2 separate regions of the Mus musculus genome follow, and region 2 is linked to region 1. A link is a contact called in public Micro-C data. All regions are on one chromosome and are shown on one strand. Each heading gives the region's core, a stretch centred on a gene start, on an enhancer-like site or on the middle of the called end of the contact. The rest is flanking DNA. Distances are from core to core; before and after follow the strand shown.

Region 1 (7,755 bases), core at 2,436-4,935:
TCGCTTGGGCCATGCTCCCATTTCACCTCGAAAGGCGTGGATTTATTTCCAAACTGGACTCCACACCAAGGTGTCTGACTCGGGTTTCAGTGGCGAGCGCAAAGGATGGCAGTTTGAGCATTTAAGTCTTAACTTTAGCTCAGGCAAAACATTAGTTATGAATGCATGGATTTTTTTTAAACTAAAGAACGTAGAGTGTGGATTTTTTTTTAAGCGCGTGCTTTTTGTTTAGAAAGAATGGAGGGCAAGACCAACTTCACAATCACAGACGCCCACTTTAACAGCAACACCCCATGGAACCCGATCACGAAAACACGTCATTTGCAAGAGTGAGAAAACTAGCCATATAATAAGACCAAAGGTCGAACTTGGTAAACGCAGACCTTTTATAATCTCTTGAGTCAAAACTAGCTTTTGTGCTGGGTAATTTTATTTTTTTAAGAAATGGGGGAAAGCTAAAAAGAGAGCGTCAGGGTCTATTTCCTAGGTAGCTTGCCTCACTCATATAGAGGGGAAAGAGGATAAAGTGGGCCTTCCCTTTCAGTTAGGGCTTTCTGATGTTTACCAAGAGGGTTCCGGGGGTAGAAATATCTGCCTTTCCAGGTTTCGACCAAGAGAACTTATGAAAGGCAAGGCCATTTTTTTTTTTTTTGAGTCCTGTGGTTAAATTATTGGCGAAGCTGAGTCTGAACAATGCAAATACATACAGGACTCCTAGTCTTGGGTTTTACAGAGCGAATGACCTCAGTGCAAAAGCAAAGCGCCTCTGAGCAGCTGGAAGGGTAATGGCTGTCTGCTAAGTCCTTAGTCAGGTGTGGGTGAGCAGGGCGAGCACTCCAGCAAACGGTTTCCACTTTCAACTCCCCGAGACCCTGCAGGTCTTTCTCACACTTGCCCAGACCTACAGATACTGCTGCAACAAAGGTGTTACTAAACAGAATAAAGTGTGTGGTAAAGAAAGTATGGGGGTGGGGTGAGGGTGGAAGCTGTTTCAAGTCAGTGTTGTTTCTCTGTGGGGGAAGAAGGGGAAGCGAGGACACGTTTTAGCTGACTAGATTGACACCAGCTGCCATTCCTGAGCGCCCCAGTTGTGTTTGGTTACCTTCACCTCGTAAGATGCCTTCCCTGAACTGCTAAAGTCGGCCCACCCGTCTCTTTGAAACCTGCCGGAGGCCGCCTTTGTCACTGCAATGACTCCTATGAGGGAAGAGGGATACCACTAGTTTCGTGAAGTCTTTTAAATTGTATAGAACTTTGGTTATTTGCGTGTGGGCGGGATGCTTATCCAGTTTCAGCCGGGCAAGAATTCCGTGGGCCTCGAGTCCCAAGAGGCCTTTGCGCACCCTCGCCTGCGTTCCTGCCTGAGACCCTGCTAAGACATCTGCCACTAGAAGCCAAACTCGTTCGTGTCACACTCCTTTACTTCTGCAGGGTCTCAGTCTTCAACTTCGAGACCCAGACCAAACTCTCCATGCAAGATTGATGTACTATCCATATGCACTTTTCCGGAGATGGGAGTTTGGGGGGAGGGGGACCCTTCGCAACCTAGGACAGATCCTGGCAACTCCTGGGCTTCCTTCGGGAACAGCTCCCCCCACCCCCACCCCCATCTCGGCCAATGTTTGCGACCCTACACTTAGGTCTGCCACCGCTGCCCTTAGGGAAGTGGCTGTGACTGATGCGCCTGAAGTGGTTTCGTTTTGATTCCCTTCCCTCCTCTCCGCGGCTAGGAAGACCGTGAAAGAACAAAGTGGGGGCGGAAAGCCGGTGTCTTAACAAAATAGCTGTGCCGCTGAGCCTTAGTCGGAGGACGGGGTAAGGCAACCATGACCATGCCTTGACAAACTCTGACCCTTGCAAGAGTGGGAAGGACCAGGAGGCCCTGACTTGTTTACTAAATGCAAAGAAACGTGATTTGTAGCTATTGCTGCAACCAAAGTGTCAAAGAAACGAATTTGCATTCATAAGAGGTTTGTTTTCCAAATGCTGAGTAATGAAGGGTACAAGGACCGGGAGGTGAGTAGCTAGGGCCTTTGGATAAATTGCAGAGGATGGGGAAGATTGAGGTCCCGCCCTAGGCTCTGCACACCGCCAGGTGTGGGCGACCAAAGCCTATCAGGCCTGCAGCTCCAAACTTTAGAAAGGAAGCGAGTGCTGCAAAAGTTCACTTTATATTGTCTCACTTCCTTCTTTTAGCAAGCACACACATAGCAAACTTGGAAGGCACGTTCTAAGCTTTAGAATCTAAAGTTTCTCCTTTAAAAAAAAGAAAGAAAGAAAGAAAAGAAATAGAAATAGAGAGAGCGAAAGCAAGCGGGCCTAAATCTGGAAAGGTTTCTCAACTCTAGGCAAATCTATTTCCTCCCCCATCTGACTCTTGGAAAAGCTCTACCAGGTTTGGACCCACCCTTATACCTAACTTCCAAGCCCCTCACAGTAGGTAGGTGCCCGTGCTGAGGCGTGGTGGTGGTCCGAACTTGGGGCGGGGGAGTGGGATGGGGGGAGTTCTTCTAGACTGTTTACCCCTCTCCAGTTGCTGGGAAAGTCCGATGCGTTTCCTGTTCTCATCCGAGCTCAGCCTGTTTTCCTGAATCAGTGATCTGGTAGCTAACTTATTATGTTCTGATCCTGAAAAGTAAAACTGCGTTCTGAAATCAATTACTTAGGAAAGGGACTAGAAGCTACAGAAGTTAATCACGCTTAGACTAACCACTTAGTTTGCCTTAATTGTAAGGCCTTCCTTTGGTGTTTATCGCACTTTTTGTTTACACTGAGCCCTCCGCCTAGGCTTTAGGCCAGCAGGGCGCTCAGTTTCACTTCGGGGTTTGGAGGGGCCTATCACTTCGTCCTCGGGGTTTAAAGGCAACTTGTAATGGTTTGCCCCAATCACTCCTGTAACCAAAGAGTAAGTCCTCAAGAACCGCGTTCCCTTGTCAAGGAGTCGGATGCGCAAATGCCTGGGGCTTTAAGCAGCTGGGAAAGCGAGAAGGAAGCTAGCGTGAAGCTAGCTGCACCTGCGGATCCAGAGCGTCCGCCCCGCGCTTCCCGCGCCCAGCGCTTTTGCCTGGGAGCTGCTGCGAGCCACCCCCGCACCCCTCACGCCCGTTGGCCGGGGGAGCGAGGCCTAGCAAGCGGACGCCTGCGGGAGCCGCCGCACGTAGGGGGCACAGGGACTTGTCCAGGCCGTGGGCTCCAAAGCGAGGCCCAAACGCGCGCGCTCTCTGCAAGTAGGGCGGTGGCGCTCCCAGAGACGGAGGGAGGTAGAGACGCCCGAGCGAGCGAGCGAACGGCACGCTCGGGGCCACTCCGCGCGCAAGGCTCGGGTCCGGGAGAAATTCCCCCCCCCCACCCCCCGTCGAGTGGTCAGAGTGCGGGTCCCCAGGTCGTGCACACCACCCGGGCCGGCGACCCCAGCCAGGAGCAGGGGAGCGCCGCAGGGCGGAGGCCGCTGCCACGGAACCAGGCGGGCGGCGCACAGCCCCGGGGAGCTGGTTTTCCCGAGAGGGCACGTGACGGGGTTGGCAGCGCTCGGGCCCGGGCGGGGGGAGGGGGAAGTGGCGAGCAGGAGGCCCGGGGGCGGGCGGCTGGCGCGCTGTGTACTTAGGTCGTGTGCTGGGGCTTTTCTCTCCTGGGAGCGGGCCGAGGGGCGGGGGAGGGGCCACCGCTCCGCCTTCTTCTTTTCGCAATGTTGACGCAATCTATAAATAGTGGAACAAAAGGACCAACTTCCTCGGAGCTTTGCTGAAACTGCACAAAAAATCGAGCTGGGGGGTTCCCTGGTCCCCGATGTTGGGGCGGAGAGCGCGGCGCCGAGGGAGGGGGCGGCGCAGACCGGCCTAGGGGACACCTGGTCGAGCGCAGCCGCCGCTCCGCTCGAGCCCTGCGCTCCAGTGCCCCCACTGGCTGGAGAGCTCGCCCAGACCGGGGGTCTTCCTCCGTCGCTGACAGGTCAGTGCGCACCGCCCCTTTCGACTCTAGGCTGCTTTTCTCCCTCCTCCAGCCTCCACTTTTAGAAGGGAACCGGGGCGGGGGCGGGGGGCGGTAAGGAAATAGAACGAGGAGCAGCAGCGACAGAAGGAAAAAAAAAAAAAAAAAGCAAAGCTGTAACCCCGGCGTGCACGGAGCGAAGAGAGTGAGGGGCTCCAGGAGGAGATCTGCGCGTGGCCCCCACGGGAGACGGAGCTGGCAGAGCAGGCGGGCCGCAGGGTGAGAGGAGGGGGCTCCCCGGAGGCCGTGCGCGTCTCTCGGTCCCCTTTGAACGCAGACCTGCAGAGTCCGCCTGGTCCACGGTGGGAGGAATGAGTGGAGAATTGTCGCCGCCGCCACTGCACCCCCGAGGCCCACGCACCCTGAGCGCCTAAATTTGGGGACAGGGTGGGAGGGGGGCACCCTGCGCTCAGGGAGCAAGGACCTGAACTCAGGAGCCCGCTGCTTCGCCGTTGGGGAGGGCGGAGCTGGCGCTGTTGACAGCGGTGAGGGAGCAGGGAGGGCGAAAGTTGGGGAGAGGAGGCGGGAGAGGTGGGAGTCTAGTTGAAAAGGGGGGGGAGGGAGCGCGCGCGCGGGATTCTGAGGGGCGTGGATCACGTGATGGGCAACCACCCCCGCTACAGGCTGGCGGTAGGGTGACGTCACCACCCTGCCTGCAGGGGGTGGCACTTCCGTTTTCTCCCCCCCCCCACCCCCCCCAGGGCTGCTGCTCCCAAGCTTCTGCACCCTCCTGAGGGTGGGCAATAGTCTGAGGTCATCAGGTGCTTTGGCAACAACCGGGAGTTAGGCAATGAGGGCTAGGTCTGAAGCTCAAGCCGGGCCGCCCCTCGACGCGCCCCATTGTGTGAGCAGTGGGCGAGGGCGGTGCCGGGTGCCGGGCCCCCCGCGGCTCCCAGCTCCAAAAGGGCGGGGAGGACTCTGTTCCGTCAAGGCGGAGTCTGGCCACTAGCTGGTTCCTGAGTCCAGACTTCGAGATCCCAGCGACTAGGGTCTTACTCGCCTGACTAGCCCTCTGGGCGCCTGGTGGTTAGGAGCCAGTTCTATGGCTCTGGTCCGTGGCCCAGCTTGATGGGTGTGTGGTCAATCTGTCACCACTGGAGCGACTCAATTCCAGCAGTCCTTAAGAGCTATTTTGAGTAAACTCTGGGTTTTGGTGACTCAGCTCGGTGAGCGGCGCTATTTATAGGTAGATGAGTTAAGAGCGGGGAAATACGCTTCGATAGGATCGGTCCGCCCTATTATAGCAAAGATCTCTACTAAGAAGCAACAATTTAAAGTCTTAGGAAAGAAAAATACTTGGTTCTTAGAATCTGTGTTGTAAGGAGAAGACTTAGAACAGTGAAAGTGGAACATTTCCCGGAGTAAATGGAGAATTTGGGGACTGTCATGACCATTAACTGGCTTTTCGGTGTAGGTTACTGACTCTCCTAGACACCTGCAACATAGAATGCCCATATTAGAATGATAAAAGGGGAAACTAAATGCTGGCAAAGTCCCTGCACTATATTCTGTAACAGGAAGGGATGTGTGATATTTATCTAGTGTCAAAAGTCTGGTCTGGTGGGAATTTTATGTTTATCACCCAATTTCTTCCAAGAAAGTACAACAAAAACGTGTGCTTTTCTTCCCTAGTGTGTAAATGTGCCACTAGTACGTTATTGCTTGTTGGGGTGTTATGATTTTAATTTTCACATTCCCACATTCCTTCAGCCTCCACTTTAGAAATCCAAGAGGCATATGCTATGAGAAAGATTGTGAGGTTGTCTGTCGGGTGGGAAGAGTTGAGTGAGCTCTCCTAGCCGCTGTAGCTTTCCATAGGTAGTGTCACCTGGGGTGTCTCTTGAAAGAAAGATGGTGACTTCCTGAGTGGTTAGGTCAGCTAAGAATAAAAGTGTCCAAAAGACTACAGAGTACACACACTGGGGCCTGCAAGATAGATGTGCGTACTGGTACGGGTGCTGGGTGGGAGTTGAAAAGGGGTAAGAGGGAAGCTGGACAGATGGTCAGGGCCTTCATGATTCAGAATAACCATGCTGAGGAATTTGTATTTGTACCTGAATGGGCATTTTTATTTTTTTAGCCTTTTAGGATGAACAGATATGCTTTGAGGGGAAAAAAAAAGCAATGGGTGGTGGTTGGTTTTTTTTTTCCTCCTACAAGTAAACAGAAAATGTAGCACAGGATTTCAAAGGGTTTCTCTGCTTTGTGATGCCTCAGCTCAAAACCTGCAAGAAGGGAAAACCTCCAGAAGATGTCTGATAGATGTGACAATTGGTCACATAGGCCTTGTGAGGATCTGGGAGGCTTAGAGATGGGATGTAAAAGGATTGTGAGCTAAGATAGAACCTGCTAGAACCACCTGCCATGTACCCAAGAGAAGTCATTAGCTGTTTGAGGTCAAGGGATGCACAGTCTTGTCTTTGGGTGAGTAAGAAGGTGTGGACCTCGGGGTAAACACATTTTTTACACTATGGGGGAACCTTTCCCAGGGAGGTTGGTGTAAAGTCTGGATCTCTGAAGTCACTAAAATATAAGTGGTAGCTAAAGCCATGGGGGAGGCTAAGAGGACCGGGAGGCTGTCTAGTTAGCCAGAACTCCAAGGAACACTCACACTTAGTGCAAGTCTAGAGCAGGAGGAGGCTTTAAAGGACAAGGCTAAGTAAAGAAATAGTGTCCTTAGTGTATGGCTGTAGTCCTCCATGGCTCTAATCCTTGGTGCATGGCTATAGTTCTGTAGGCCATCCGTCCTGCTACCTGAAAATAAAGAGAAACCTGCTGCTTCCTTCATAAGACCAAAAAGAGCCAGGCATGATGCTTAGTGCCTGTAATCCACTCGGGAGGCTGAGGCAAGAGGACTACTGTGATCTCAAGACCAGCATGCAATACAGACTATGACTGTCTCAAAAACAATGGGACTGGAAAGACTTCCACTCTTAGTGGAAAAGAAAGCATAAGAGTTGCATGTACTTTTCCCATTTTCACAGTAAATGCTAAGTCAACAGTTACCAGGTAAATGATTGGCTTAATATATCTAGAGAACTAAAAATAACACTCATATCAAGGTAAATAAAATGTTCTTTATAACCTGGTATCTTTTACAGTTTGCCTTAAGCTTCTATTATTTATGTATCTTTGATGTTAGATTAAATATGCTTCTCTTTTAGAGATAAAAATAGTGGCTGGGCTATTTTAATAATTAATATTCTCCTAAAGGCAACTCAGAATACTTTTCTAGTTGCATAATTATATTTACGAGTCAAAAGCCCTATACATTCATGCTACACACATTTTAAAATAAGTACATTGCAGGGTGGAGAGATGGCTCAGCTGTTAAGAGCACGTATAGATCTTCCGAAAGACTGGAGTTTGCCTCTCAGCACCCATGCTGGGAAAATTGCCTGTGACTCTGATTCCAGGGACACCTGGTACCTCTGGCCACTGTGGCACCTGCACGCACATATGTGCACACTCGAATCACACACACACACAAATACAAATAATTAAAACTAACAAAAATCTTTAAAAAATAAAAACACCCATATAGTGAGAAAACATGAGTCTTTTGTAGATCACTTGATGATTTTTTTTTGAAGTAGCTTCTTAAAAAATACTTTTTAAAGTTTCTTATACAGCAGTGATTTTTTTTTAATGGACACAGCATTAGCATTACATTAACATACTTTGTTATCAGGCCCCAAACCTTCTGACTTCTCTGTGATGTCACAGCTGCCATGGAGGCAGCCCAGAGGAACTGAAGTAAACACTTTC
Region 2 (7,755 bases), core at 2,006-4,505, 5.6 Mb before region 1:
AGACTGGCAGCGACAGCGTTGGGTATACTTTTAAAACTAGGTCTAAAAAACTTTTTTCTGCGAGGTCAGTCGATGCACTGCCGCTACTACTGACCCCAAGGCTAGGGCGCACAGCCGAAAACGCCTGGTTCAGAGTTGGGGCCCATTGAGGTGCAGGGAAAATCTACTGAGTTAGAAGCTAAGGGTGAGACACCTCAATTTATCATTCCTGATGCTAGCGGGAGAGTGTCGCAAGTGACAGATGGAATCCTCAGTGCCGGCTTAGGGGGGGAGGGTTTAAGGGGTCCGCTTACTTTGTCATTCTCCACAAAGTCCACGAAGGCTGTGCGCTCAATCTCCACCGGCTGTCCCTGCCTGTCGTAGAGCGCCAGGACAAAATGAAAGAAGTTGGATTTCCTCAAGTTTGAAGGAGGTTGCTTTTCAAAATGGGCCCGGGACAGAGCAACTCCGCTGCACAGGAAGTGTTGGGAGAGAGAAACAGGACAAGGGGGAAAGACAGAAAGACTGGGTGTTAGGCAGTGACTAACATGCCCAAACACATTGCAGAAGGGCCAAGGGACTCAAGACCAGAAACCTTCTGGGTCTTTTCCACACTCTCTCAGAGGGGTTGCAATAGGCACCTTGCTTCCGCCACCCCGTTATACAGCCACCCAGAATCCTGTCACCAGACGGCTTTTAGTAGAATAGAAAGACCAGGGCTGCCGGCGAAGTCTTAAGAAGCGCTGCTAAACCCCAGGTGCCTGCCCGCAAAACTCAAAGCTGTGACTCAGATGTAAGGGGATAGGGTTCTTTTGCATTTGAACAAGTGACCCCTTTTAACTCCTGGCTAGTGAATTTTTGGATCACAGACTACAGGATAGGAAGCCTGTGGAGTCCAAGCCTCTGTCCTCAAGGTTTGCCTTACTCTACCGAAATTTGCATCCAGGACAGTGTCACTGCAAAATCCCCTACAGTCATTGCTGGGGATAACGGGCCAGGGTTGAGGACTCACTGCTGAGGACCTTCGCCCCCAAGAACCGCTCCACGTGTCAAAGCCAGAAGAAGCCAGAATGTTAAGAGACAGCAGCGCCCCGGCCAGAGACTCGGGCGATCCGCGCTCGAGTGTTTTCTCAAATTCCCTGACTCTGTATAGCTGGACCCAGAGCTTGCCAGAGCCTTGGATGCGTCCACAGGACCTCCCTATATGCCTGTCTCTGATAGTGCCACATTTGACTGAAAACCTTGTGGAGCCGGCGAATTGACAGATGGTGAGGGCAGCCTGGTGGCCCTGAGGTCTTCTGGATTCTTGTGCTGGGCATGGTCTCAGTCACTTTTTTGAAAGTGTATAATTTTCGCTAGACCACCACAGACTGCTGTTTCGAACTTTAATAAAGTACATTTTATTTCGGACGGGAAGACTGGAGGGAAATGTTATTAAGCCCCCGCTAAGGAGCGGATCTGCGGAACTGTCTTGGTTCCCTCGGCTTGTCACCGCCGGAGCGAACCCCTAGACCGCTTTCGAGAGCCAAGGCCTCTGCGAAGTACCATCTGCTTCGGGGACAACTGAGCATTCGGCTTCGGAGGAGTGGCAATCGGGTACCGCAGCTGCCACTTCAGGCATCCGGCTTGCGGCCTTTGCTGCCACTCCTTGAAGGGTGGCAGCCAGTTCGCTCTACCCGGGACACCTGGAGATGTGGCCTATCTGCAAAAGGGGTCATTTCTCAACGTGAAGTCCGGAGATTTAAGGAGGTTGGCGCAGAACGCAGAGCGCAGAGGAAGAGTCGAGAGTCCTGGAAGAAATTTGTGGGTGTCTGGAGAGGGTAAAGGAGCTGGCTCTTGTAGTCTGGACACGAGGGCCATGAATCTCAGTTCAGTAGCGACAGTGAGAAGCGGGACTGGAATGTCTTCGTGGGATGGAACCCTAGACAAATTTTAACCATCCGTAAACGCGAAGATTTGGAAACAAAATCAACTTGAGGAACCCGCAAAACTGGAGGGTGCTCTTCTCTGCGGCTCCATTTTCTCCTCTTCCCCGACTACTCCTGTGCTTCGGTCCATCCTCGGCCTCTTCGGTTTGTCTGTCCCACTCTCCCTCACCCAGGACTCGCTTGCATGTCCCCTTTCCTAGAGCTCCCGGCCGCCTTGCTTTCCTTGCAGCCCCTCAGGCCTCTCCGGATCCTCTCGCCGCCGCCACCATCTGGCCGCTGGGCTCCCCGAGTCTCCAAGCCATCCTGAATGATGCTGGAGGAGAGGCGCTCGCAGGAAGCGTGGGGGAACCTAGGAGTGACCGGAAAGCCGGCTCTGCCGCTGCGCCGGCTGCCAGCTCGGATCTTCACGCGCCACTCCGCTAGAGTCCAAGAGTAAACGCCACGATGTGAGCTTGAACGCTACTTTTAATAAATTTTTTTTGTCCTCAAAGAACGGACTGTGGGGAGAAACACCCGTGACCTCGGTAGTTCAGAAACTACAGTGTCGACTGCGGGAAAAGGGTTCCCCTAGTCGCAGCGACCTGCCCGCCCAGGGAGAGCCCCAGTGCGCACAGCCAGGGAGGAGAGACAAGGACAGAGAGAAAGAGAGGGAGCAAAGGGAAGAGATATTCGGGGAGACAGACACAACCAGAGACTTTCAGAGCACAACGGCTCCAGTCTCATTACCTCTGAGCCGCGACATTGGCGTCCACCACGCCGACATTCCGGACCCAGGACCTGACCGAATCCATCTCGGCACCCAGCGACTTGTCTTTCAGAGCTGGTCCTCTTCCTAGCGTATCTTGAATCCCAAACATTTAAAAAGTCTGGTCCTCTACTGTCGCCTTAAAAGTGACTTTACAACAACACCGTCCTCACTCTCCAATGCTGCCAGCAAATGGTGTTCTCCAAAAGCAATCCGAGAAAGGCGGCAAGGGCCGAAGTTTGGGGGCCCTCTTGGAAAGAAATAGCCAGCCCGTTCCTCCACGCACAATGCAAAGTTTGCGTTTTTTATCCTCGGTGGCTTCAGATCTGCCGCCTCGGGGCTTCCACTCTAGGTCGCCCGCATCCTTCCAGCTGCAGAACGTTCTCCAGAAAGTGGCCACAATTTGGAAGCATCACCTGTTCTGGGAAAAACAGGAGGAGATAGATAGCTGCCTGATCTCTCCCCTTCCTCCTTGTTCCCCCCTCCCTGCTCCTCCCCACCGTTCCGATATAGGAAAAAAAAAAAAAATCCCCAACAGGATCAGTTGTAAGAGGAAGGGGAAGACCCGGAGCGGGGAGGAGGCGGTGGCTGAGAGCGCCGCAGAGCCGGGCTGCTGCAGCGCGCGGGCCCCATGAATGGTTACTACAACCCAGGCCGCGGGAGGCGGAGCCGAGGCCCGATAAGGAGCCTCATTTGCATGGACGCCCGGGATTGGCCGGCTCTGGGCAAGCTGGGCGGACGTCCTCCCGCGGCGTTAGCCAAGCTTTGCTTTGCCCGAAGTCCGGGAGGTGAAAGGCTACAGCAAGCCACAAGCACCGAGTCCCGACCAGAGTCCCGAGTGTTTGGCCTGAGTGGGAAAGGGGGTCCCCAAATCCTGCACCAAAACAGAGTAGCAGGACTCTGAGAGTTAGGATCATGATGGTTCTTTCCGATCGCGGGAGCAGGAAGCCAGCGCGGATTTGCCTCTAGATGCAGGTTTTTTGTCGCCTGCGGGAGACCCTACAGATTCATTCCCGGGGTTTGGACCTGTGACCACCTGTATTTATGCTTTTCGCAAACACTACCCTCAGGGCATCCGTCTTTCTGAACCGGTCTACCAAGTCTCAGAGAGTTCCAGGGAAGCAATCATTTCGTGCGAAGGCCACAAGTGTTAGAAGGAGAGGCGAGATGAAGGAAGGAGAGAGCGGAGTGTGGACGAATGAGGCTCAAGTGCAGTTTAAATAAATATACTGTGAAGGGAAATGGTGAAGGAGTTAAGGAAAACAGCCCCGGGAGGGCGGGAGTACGCACCTTTGCAGATAGGAGAGGTTGCTGACAGCTTGGCTGGCTGAGAACTGCGGGATGAAGTTTCGAATCCTCCCCCCTTTTAAAATCTCCCTCCCCAATCCCTGAAGGCCGGGGAACCCTGCGTTAGAGACACGAGGCGTCTGTGAAGAAGTCCTGGAAACTTTGTCCGCCGAGCGCTGTGGTCGCGAAGGTTGGTGGTCGGGAAGCCGAGGCTCCACAAAATAGCTGAAACCCTAGACGGCTGGAGGTGCCTATTAAAAAAAAATCCTCCTGGCTGGGTGTTATTTTCTTGCTTCTCTTTTTGTATTCTGATCTGCGCGTAGATCTGCTGTTGAAATCTAGAACGCCAGCGCGAAAACAGATTTGAAGACAATGAATGCAAATCTGTGCTCAAAGACCATCTGCCGTGGAGCAGACAATCAGCTGCGCCGCGGTTCGAGCGACTGCACCCGAGCCTCTCAGCATCATTACAGTCGGGAGTCTTTCCTCCCGGCTCAGGGCTCAGGTTTGAGTGTCAATTGACTCCTGACCGGACCCCCTAGCTGTAGGTGAGCGCTCACAGACGAGCTGCGAGAGTTCGCCGCTAGAGGACACAGCGCCTGGGGTGCACGTTTGCCCGGCGAGCGAAAAGGAAGCTTGCGCTTTCAGAGACTGCTTGAGTCTCCATTGAAGGGGACCTGAGCACGTCACTTCACCTCAGGGGCAAACTGTGACTACAGACTGCGCAGGCGGGATGGTGCTCCGGAAGACTTGGTCTCTCTCTACAGCAGTGACTGACTTGAAAGCTGGCTGGGGCTCTCTTTGCACAGACTGGGGAGGGGGGCTGGAGTCGCGTTGATGGTGTACCCTAACTCCAGGTCTTTAATTTCAGGCTTAAAGGGGAGGCAGGGTGGCTTGAGGTACAGTTGAGTGTAAGAAAATAAGAGGCCTAGTTGCATTCGGCAGTTATCCAACAAAAGAGGGAGGGTGGGGGAGAAAATGGTCGAGATAAGATCCACCTCTGCTCTTTCAGCTGCGCAGTTCAGTTACACAAGACTTTACGGATAATTGCGACCCCAGGAAAAACTAACCACCCAGAGTCTTCGAGCTGGGCCTGCTCGTTTTTGTTTTGGTTTGGTTTTAGTTTTAGTTTTGTTTTGTTTTTGTTTTTTTTAAGTCTGCTGAATTTAACTAATCTCTTGTCCTTCTTTCTTGTCCCGGCCATGTTCCCAGCTGGGCAAGGCCTCAGGTTCCTCGGTGAAGAGTGTGGACCAGCCAATGAGCCCTCCGACGTGTGGATGAAACGGCTGGCTTTTGTTTAGTTTTGTTTTAACCTCCCCAAGGAGACTTTGATCAGCTCCACCTCGAAAATGTTCGCGAAAGATGCGGAGAGCCTGAGGGACTGCGGGGCAGCAACGGGCTCCGGCCTAGCCCGGCCCGCCGGCCCCCAGAGGCTCCAGGTTAAAGGGCAGAGCCAAGGTCGCTGACGCCTCTTTTCTCACCAGTAACAGCTGCCGCCCAAATTATACCCCTCAGGAAGCGAATGAATTGTTCCTTTCTCCTTGCTCCCTGCTGCCTTCTCCAAAGCATACTGTCAGTGGCGTCTCACCTCCCTCCTTCCCAGTGACAAGTTCAGGGGTGGCGGTGCCCTGCTGGAAGATAGTGTGTGGGTGCCTTACCTCTAGAACTCAGTGGGACGCTTGGCTCTTAGTGGTCTGCACTGAGGAACCACCCCACCTCCCCTGCGGCTCCTCTGAACACTGGGGACAGACTGCGGACCGACCACTTGGGGTTCCTAGGGTGGTGAGCCCAAAGTCCAGAAGTCCCTTTTACGCATAAATGAAGTTCCAGACCGAGTATAGAGGAGCAGTCGGCCTTGTGCCCTAAGCTGTAACGCTTGTGCGCGCCGAGAGCGGTTCTGCCAACCGCCTTGGCTTTGATTATGTTTGTCAAGGTCTTAGGGAGGGGTGGCGGAAGAATTGACCACCCGTGCTAAAGAAGCGGTGCTGGTGGCTGCGGCGCGCAATCGTGGCGCCCAGAGGGTTGCTTCCATCTCCTTCGCCTCCAGCTACGTGAGAATAACCCTCCATTAGGAACCTGAAACACAAATGCCGCCGGGTCCGGGACCAGGACCGGGACCCGGCTGGGTGTCCGCCCCCTCCCCCCCATACCCAACCCCACTCGCAGCCTCAAGCTTCCTCCACCAAGGACTGGGGAGTCTCGCGTTCCATCCTCGAGAAAAAATCAGAACTCACAGTATTACTATTTTTCACGACCATCTAGTTACACAAACTGGGGAAGTGGTTTGGGATCTCATTTTATACGTTGTCACCGCTTTTGTTCACCCTTCTAAAATACCAGAGTCCAGGTTTGAATTCCCCCTCCCCCTTGTTCGTGTTGTACTGCAGCTTAAGACAATATGTTCAGGCCGAAATTGGTTTTAAGGCCCGGTTGGCCCAGAATTTACCAGCCCTGACATCCTGTGCGCTGGGGCCCTTCTCAAAGTCGGAGGTTTGAGGTATGCCCTCCAGGCGTCATAACACATCCCTCACCCCACAACTAACTCTCTCTCTCTCTCTCTCTCTCTCTCTCTCTCTCTCTCTCTCTCTCGTGTGTCTGCCTCTATGCATCCCAAAGCACAGACCTGGACCCTTCCTGAATACCGGGACAGCTAGTATGAGCCCTGTAAATTTAAAAGGTTTGGTCTCCATAAGCTATCTTTGGACAAGCATTTTTCATTTACCAGTTTTTGTTTTTATTTAAACCGGGCTTTTATTTGCCCAACTAGTAACAAATGGCTTTGCTCTATCTCAGAGACCTACTGGGTATTTAATCCACAATTTGTAAATGATTTTTATATAAAAACTCTGATTTCACTGATTCCCACACCAAATTCCAAGCTGGGCATTTTTTTTCTCCTTCCAGAAACTAGATTTGTATAGTACATAAGTGTGAATTCCCCAGAGAGGGGAGAGCAAAGAAATTACTTCATTTATGGTTTCATGATAAATATCTCACATGTCCACACCAAGAAATTTCCTTCAAGGACAGTTCGATTAGACTTGGGTACGATTTTGATTTGTTTTTAACACGATGAAACAGGGTCAAGCGGGACCACCTAGAGAAACACTAAAATTACAGGATAGAAAGTTTTAGAGGCTCGCCGGTATGGTGCCCAAGTCAACTGGGAAGTGTTTACTAAAAATGAACCGAAGGAACCTAACACTTGCTCCAGAAAAGTCTTCCTCAACTCCTCCTTCCTCACCCATCCTCGGCTTCTCTCATACCTCCTTGGTAGCAAGCGCAAAGAAATACGCTTTATTTTTTTTCCCACTCGCTCATTCCGAGCGATCGATCGCAAAAAGTCCTTACCTTACGACAGTAAGGAGTAAGGTAAGGAGGAGCAACAATGCCAGCGGTGGCAACAGCTGTAACAGTGGCCTTCGGAGCCCTGGTGTCATCTGCACTGGGCCCGCTGGCAGCGCAGGAATGGCTAGGGTATGCGACAGGACACAGGTGACTGGCAGCTTCTACTCTTAACACTGGAATTCAGCGTTTCCGCTGCTGGGTGTCTAGACTAGACAAGGCCTTTCCTTGGGGCCACGCTTGAATAAACTGGCCTGGTTTCGGCCACTTCCAGAAACCTATGCAGAAAGGCCCGGTATACTGTCCCAAATTGTACTCAGGAAGCCACGATCAGGAAGGGACAGATGCACACCAAGAAGTTTTGGGGTGCCAGGCACTGGCTGCGCATTCCTCCATTCAGGTTGACACCGGTTCAGTGGCTGATGAACTTCCACACCGCGGAGTTGCAAAGAGAGCTTGGGCAGGGGCTGA

Evidence for each region. A called contact is a pair of places that touch in the nucleus more often than the background predicts.
Region 2: a contact with region 1 is called in a Micro-C map of embryonic stem cells, with 17 times the contacts expected there. The contact joins the promoter of Ebf2 here to the promoter of Dleu2 in region 1. A contact is called at or near these places in 5 of 484 Hi-C or Micro-C datasets (embryonic stem cells and stem cell-derived epiblast-like cells) and 1 of 115 datasets of contacts at active chromatin or transcription factors (embryonic stem cells).

What each region holds. Positions count from the first base shown.
Region 1 is chr14:61,678,303-61,686,057 of GRCm38.p6, reverse strand. It overlaps Dleu2 (deleted in lymphocytic leukemia, 2), which reads left to right and starts at 3,685. Exons shown (of 7, transcript NR_028264.1): 1 at 3,685-3,948.
Region 2 is chr14:67,230,144-67,237,898 of GRCm38.p6, reverse strand. Ebf2 (early B cell factor 2) reads right to left here and starts at 3,255. Exons shown (of 16, transcript NM_001360202.1): 1 at 2,634-3,255; 2 at 294-450. The coding sequence starts at 2,764. Gm20675 (a long non-coding RNA gene) reads left to right here and starts at 4,704. Exons shown (of 2, transcript XR_874748.1): 1 at 4,704-4,796; 2 at 5,152-5,483.